2 separate regions of the Mus musculus genome follow, and region 1 is linked to region 2. A link is a contact called in public promoter capture Hi-C data. All regions are on one chromosome and are shown on one strand. The core of a region is the stretch at or near the end of the contact, and the rest is flanking DNA. Distances in the headings are between cores, read along the strand shown.

What was found. Promoter capture Hi-C pulls out the DNA fragments that hold promoters and counts their contacts.
Region 1: a promoter capture Hi-C map of cranial neural crest shows a contact between it and region 2. The contact joins the enhancer-like site here to the promoter of 2900060N12Rik in region 2. A contact is called at or near these places in 4 of 39 promoter capture datasets (cranial neural crest, hippocampal neurons, maxillary cranial neural crest and 1 more), 1 of 484 Hi-C or Micro-C datasets (Sertoli cells) and 1 of 115 datasets of contacts at active chromatin or transcription factors (astrocytes).

What each region holds. Positions count from the first base shown.
Region 1 is chr12:26,393,085-26,396,492 of GRCm38.p6, reverse strand. All of the region lies in intron 2 of Rnf144a (ring finger protein 144A), which reads left to right. Among named protein-coding and RNA genes, the nearest start is that of Mir6538, 20 kb to the left of the region's middle. Within about 2 kb of position 1,447, at least 52 of the 459 cell types and tissues checked have an H3K27ac peak or open chromatin away from gene starts, as enhancers often do. A contact at or near this core is called in Sertoli cells, where this site is marked.
Region 2 is chr12:24,829,589-24,832,763 of GRCm38.p6, reverse strand. 2900060N12Rik (RIKEN cDNA 2900060N12 gene) reads left to right here and starts at 1,447. Exons shown (of 3, transcript NR_166876.1): 1 at 1,447-1,944. It overlaps Mboat2 (membrane bound O-acyltransferase domain containing 2), which reads right to left and starts at 1,165. Exons shown (of 13, transcript NM_026037.3): 1 at 990-1,165. The coding sequence starts at 1,064.

The DNA of each region.
Region 1 (3,408 bases), core at 198-2,697, 1.6 Mb before region 2:
TTGACCTTTTAGACTGTAAGAGACCCTAGAGATGCCCCCGTTCTTCTGGTTTTGAGCCTAACATTGTTGCATCAGAATAGCTCTTGCACCTTTACATCGGTGAGATGTTTAAAAGGTTTTATTCACTCATTACTCTTTGCTCTGTTAAGTGGGCAGTAATTATCTCTGTACTCGTTATGTGGATAGTTTCATCTTCGGTCATCTGTGGGATTGGCTATATAACTGATTTAGAGCCATTAGACAAGCAGAGAGCCTGGGAGAAATGTGATTCATGGCCTTTATGGGACTGGCCCACCAACTCTATCAGTTCAATTGTAGTTTTTAAACAAGAACTTAAAAGGTCAGATTATGATCGTAGGAACGTTCCAAAGATGCAAGACCATTGGTGCATGCCAGAAACGACTGATGGCCTATGTGAGAGATCTGAGGGAGTATATTTTAAACTAAAGGACATTTATTTATGTATCCATTTATCGGATGTGCGTGTATGTGTGTGAGATTGGAATCAAACCCAGTTCATCAGGCTTCTGGGCAGATAGCTTTTACCAGCTGTGCCCTCTCACTGGCCCTGAGATCTGGTTTTGATGGTGGCATAATGATATGGTCCTGTGAAATAACTTGCCACATTAACGCGAAAACTTTAAAACACCCAGTCTTACATTATGTGTGTACCACGAATAGAATACATTATAAATGCACAAGCCAGACAGTACAGGATCTCGCGGTATCGGGTGCTTCTCCTTCCTGCCCAGGCCTTCAGTCTTTGGATACAGAACCATCAACTCCTTCATTGGAATCTTCTCCTTGTTAGAGTCCCCATCTCTCCCAGCACACATATGTTTTGAATAAAATCATAATACATCTTGCTCTTTGGAGAAATTTTTCCTTGCTCAGCACATACAAACCCACCTCATTCCCTTTTAAGATGTGTCGCCAAGGGAACTGTTCTCTGTGTTTTTTAAAGTCACAATGTGTTTTATTGTCGTACGACTCTAAGTAAATTAGTTTTTCTAATGTAACGTCCCGACAGCAACAAGATTCTTATTTTGGGCCTGCGTCTGCATCCAGTTGGGTAAATCAATTGGTTCTTTGTAAGCGGCTTGAAGCTTGAGACTCAGTTTCGTTTTTATGAGTGATTTCTTTCAATTGGCAAGGATGGCAGGCTAACCAGAGAGAGGCCTTTCATCTCAGCAAGAGAATTAAAAAAAAATTAATTGATATCCAATGAGCCAATGCGTGTGCTTCGTGCCTGCCTTGAGAAATGCTTCAGTTGCCTAATTTACCGCAGAGAAGGAAAATGTTAAATAGGTCCCTTCAAGACAACAGGAAAGGGATTGCTGAGGAGCGCTGGGTGGCTTCTCCATGGACAAGACTCTCAGTATAGCATGCATACAAACAGAGAGGTGCTTTATTGAAGCCAGACAAGACCCCCATTCATACTCAACTCCAGCAGCTCACACGTGTGGAAACCTCTGCTCTCAGCCACTGTGAGAACCTCCCTGCCTGCCACTGCTCTGGGCTTTGGAATCCAGACTTTCAGGACCAATGGCACGGAGGAGAAGACAGTCCTGGGACTGTTTGGGGAATGGGAAGATCTGGGGAGAAGCAGCCAGGTCCCTTTGGGTCCCTTTTGTTGTGTGCCTGTGCAACGAGACATGGGTCTTTCTTCTTACACTTGCTTTGTAGTGATAGCCAGAAACAGGTGAGCAGAGGCTTAATGTCAATATACCATGTGTGTGTGTGGGGGGGGGGCAGTAAAAAGGAGAGAAAGAAAGCCCTGTTTGTGGAGCCAAGAGTACAGGGAATTAGGCCCTTCCTGTGGGGTTTTAAATCATAGTTTGTGGTATGTTATACATGGCGTATGTGACCCTTTTCAGAGAAAAAAAGTAAGTAGTGGCTGAAGTTTACCGTGCCAGGGATTGTTAACCTCTGAAAATCTAAGGCTGTACAGAATTCTCAAGAGGAGCAAAGGGAAAATGTCTTCATTTTTCTCTGGTGTCCTCTAGAAGAACTGTGTCTTCAGTCCTGCTCACGAGTGGAATGCTATTATACAAATGTTTGGCACGTTGTCTTTATTCCCAGGTGTGTCTTAGACAGCGTTCCATCCCAGCAGATGAAGGGCCATCGCTTTGTCTCTCATGAGGATGGCGTCATGTTATTGATTCAGCTTGCTATCCTCAGTTCTATCTTCTAGTGTTTATTCCTGCAATGGCTCCCAAAGCTGATATATCGCCGGTCAGTGTTGATCCTCCTGTGTGAGGGCTCCCCGGTGTTGCCCCATCCCCTGACTTCCTAAAGGACACTGGGCATAGCTTTAGCCTCACTGATTGCTATTGGTACCCTGTGCTTTGTGTCTCTGTGAGTTGGCATTAGATAGTGAGGCATCCCTGCAGACTTCTGTTGTCCTTTCCTCTGATTAGTTCTTGTCTGTCTCCCGATGATATCACAGACACATAGAGTTGTTCTGTCTGCCCCAGAGCAGCTTAGGGACCTCAGGCTTGCCACCTGCCTTCATCCTCTCAGGTGCTTTGCCACTCACAGTCCAGGTGCTCCACTGATCAAAATGAAAACCTGAAAGCATCTTTGGCCTTTTCTCCTCTCTTTCCTTTCCCTCCTCCTCCTTTCTCCTTCTCCTCCCCTCTTCTTTCTGACTCTCTTTTCAAAGATACAAGGTCCTTCTTCGTTTCCTTCCCTCCCCTCTCCTCTCCCTTCGATTCCCCTCCTTTATCCTTTAACTTCCCCCTTCTCTCCCTCCTCTCTCCTCTTTCCTTTCTCCCCTTCTCTCCCCTACTCAAGATCCTTTCTCTTCCCTTCTCTTCCTTCCCTACCGCATCTCCCCCGATCTCCTCTCCCCCTTTTCCTCTGCAGTCTGTTGCTCCTGAAACTCACTTCACAACACATCAGTCTCCTCTCACCACAGCTGCTAGGACTCCCCTGAGTCTCCCACACCCACCTTGCTGAGCTGGTTCCTTCTCAGCCTTCTCTACGCCCTGCTTCCATTTCAGTCAGTCTGCTACCATCCCTCAGAGATCATGAGAGACCTCTCTAAGTAACAGCACCTCCCCCACAATTCGAGGCTTTACTTTAGTGTATCACTTGTGACTCACAAGTGTGCATACGCATGGGTGTGCATGTATATGTGGGCAGATAGGTATACACAGACACTGAGACTGCAAAGGTCTAGCAGGTCTGTTTTATAGTCACACAGGGCAGCAGATTGTCATCTACAAAGTTTATACTTGTGCAATTTAAATGGGAAAAATTAATAAAATCTAGAAAGAAAAATCTCATAGTACTTGTAGTAAGTGTGGTTTTGTGTTGCGCAGCTATGGCTGTCCTGTGGCACACACAGCTTTGGAGCTCTGAGTTGGATATGCTGGGAAGGAGGCCAAGTGATGCTCCCACTTT
Region 2 (3,175 bases), core at 198-2,697:
CTGGAGCACACAGTGTTCAGCTCAGGTGTCACCTCCAGCTCAAGTCCAGAGAGGAATCTTGTGTTTTACATGCAAACCTTAAGATACCACTAGCAGCTACTCAAGCTGAGCCCATAGCCCTTGGAAGTGCAAACACCTCCAGATCAGAAATAATGTTAGGCTGAATTTCCAAAGTCAATTTCCTTCAGTACTGGAGCTAGACCAGCTATCTAACCATACCCCACCAACAACTTTCCCAGACCTTTCTCAGGACATACTTCCAAAGTTCCTTTGCTCAATAAAAATGGCGCTGCTTTCTCCATCCCAATGCTGTTTATTTCAGTAATCCTGAGGCCCTTTAAACAATCAAATTCGACTGGCCTCATTTAAATGCCAGCCTTCCCTAGTGTCAAAAGCTTCTCTGGGGGTAGGGTGAGGGGGTAGGATGGCTGCTCCTATCCACAGCTGCAACTTTTTCACCAGAAACCCTAGCATCGTGAAGTCACGTTGACTTCTCTTCATAACCTGTCTTCCCCCAAACTGTTGCCTCTCCGTCTATTGAGCCACACTTCAATGCAAACTGTCCCCAAGTGCAGAAGAGCTTAAGCCTCGTCCATCCACGCCGTGTCCTGGGCACTCGGCACCCAAACCATTCTTAGTCTCCCGATAACCCGCAGCAGTGCCAGGTCCACCGGTCCCGGGACTCCCGGGTCCGACGCCCGGTGGCCCGGCAGCGACAGCATGCACGCGCGCACGTCTGTCTAGCCCTCCCCGGCGGGCTGTCGCCGAGCCTCCGCCCGCGCCCACCCCCGCCCGGGCGGCGATGGGAGGCTGGGTGGGCACAGAGGCACCAGCCGGAGCGACAGCCGAGGGGACAAGGCCAGCCGCGCGCCCCCGCCCCGCCGGGCGCCGGGCACGGCGGTCCCGGCCCCAGCCCCCACCCTGCTCCCGCCCGGGTGGCACCGCGGCCGGCAGAGGCGGCCAGGGCACGACGCCCCGGACGCCGGTACCTGATCGATGGGCAGTTGCACGGCGTTGCTGAGGGGCTGCAGCAGGGTGGAGCCCGTGGTGCTGGTGGTGGCCATGGCCGGGCCTCGGCGCTGCGTCCGCTCGCTCCGGCCAGGCGCCGCTTGCTTGCTTGCTCGCTCTGTGCCGAGCTACGCCGAGGATGGGGATGCAGCGGCGCGCCCGCCCCTCGGCCGCCCGCGGTCGGAGCAGCCGCGCGGGGAGGGGCAGTGGGCGGAGTTAGTGGCCCCGCCCACTGCTGGGCGCCCCGCCCACCCAGCCGCGCGGCCCCCTCACGCCGCCGGGCGGCCCGATTTCCAGCAGCTTCCAGAGCCCCCTCCCCACCTCGCGCACTCGTGCGCCAGACAGCTCCGCGGTCCAATGGCGTCGCGGCGCCCCGACTCCCACAGCCAATCAGAGGACGCTGGCCTCGCCGCGCCCCTCCTCCGTGCTGAGGACCCCAGCGAGGGGCTGAGGCTCGACCATGGCTGTCGCCCGAGGGCGACCGAGAGTCAGGCTAGCTGGTGGGGGCGTGTGAGGGCGGCTTTGCCTCCGCCTCTGCTCACTTCCTTTCTCAGGAATGGTGGGCGCCGTCCCCACCCCTCACTGGCAGTGACGGTGGACAACAAAGGGGCTCGGGGTGGCGGCCAGACAAAGAGTTGCAGCGCCGGGGGAAGTTGGGAACAAAGGTAGGGGGCTGGGAGCTTCAGGGAGACGCGCTACAAGAACCCCAAAGCAGAAAGTGCCTTTGTCTCCTGGGCTGCCCAAACTTGCGGAAAGCCGGGTGGTCCTACCTCACCCGCCGCCCACCTGGGCCTGATCGGCCGCGCTGGGACGATGCCCTCACCGCGCATCCAGCTGAGAGGGAAACAGGTCGGACCTGGGCAGCGCCCGAGGGAAAGCCTGGGTAGCCAGCGGCCGGCATGTAAAGGCCCCGCCTCCTCAAAGGAAAGGCTGCTGGTAAGCATCCCTTCGTGCCTGCGAGCCTCTCTGCCAGATGTGAATTCTGCTGTGTCCACACCTCCATTCCAGGAGGGCAGTTAGTGTGTCAGCCCTACAAATGTGATCTCTTACCCTTTAAACTAGCCATGGGAACACCTGGAAAATGCCAGCATCGTCCTCTCAAAATCCAAGGATTTGGAAACTAATATTTAAAGGGGGGCGGGGGTTTAAATGTGCTGCTAACACTGCTTTTAAAGGTAGACTTATGTGAGTCCCCACAACAACCATGTGAGGCAGGTATTGTAACCACCCTCAATCTAGCAAGGAAATTGAATTCCAGAAAAATTACATAACTTAACCAAGAGCTAAATAACAGTGTGTGGGGGGGGGGGGGGCCTGAGATCCAACTAATTTAGCCCCAGTTTTGACCTCTTAAAGACAAGGCCCTCTTCATTCTCAGGTTTAACACCCACTCCAGAATAGCCATCAACTACTAGGTACAGCACTTCCTCAAGGACCACTCTAGAGGCTTCAGTAGTAAGAGCGGGCAAGTAGTGCTTCAGGAAACCTGGCTGTGGACTCAGCTCTCTCTGAAAAGGGGGTTATTGAATTTAGTTGGGATAGTCTCTTGCTGCTAATATTCTCTGGGTGAACAGCTGAGTCCTAGTAAGGTAGTCTTTTAGAGGATGGGGAGAAAATAATTGAGATCTTTCACTCTTAATATTGTGTTCCAACTAGCTGGGACCAATTAGAAATCAAACCTGTCCAATAATCTACTTCCTAAAATAGTCCCAAGTCTGGACCTCTCTATTAATATAACCTTGGATCGAGGACCTCTTTGTCTCTGTCTCCTCCCCCCCCCCCCTTTAGGGACGTGTTGAGAAAGTGTACAGGTGGCTGAACATATAAACTGAAGGGAAAAATTAAAATACCATTTTAAAACCTTAAAAAGTGGGTGTTAGAAACATATTGCAACCTAAAGTAGGCAGCATAAGATACAATCCTAGAACAAATACTGTCTACCAAAGGAATTCTGTGAGGCCAGATTATTCTTTTAGAAAAAGACAGAACATAGTTTTTATTGAGGGTGACTCCTTTAATAGAGACCTGACTCTGGTGTTAACCTGTCATCCCCTGGCCTTATTGCTTGGTGGGACAATCAGGTCACTTTAGGGTGATGTCATGGGATGAACTGTCTGCTAGGCTCTGTGTTCCTGGAGTCAGTAATGCCTATGGAGGATTAGGACTA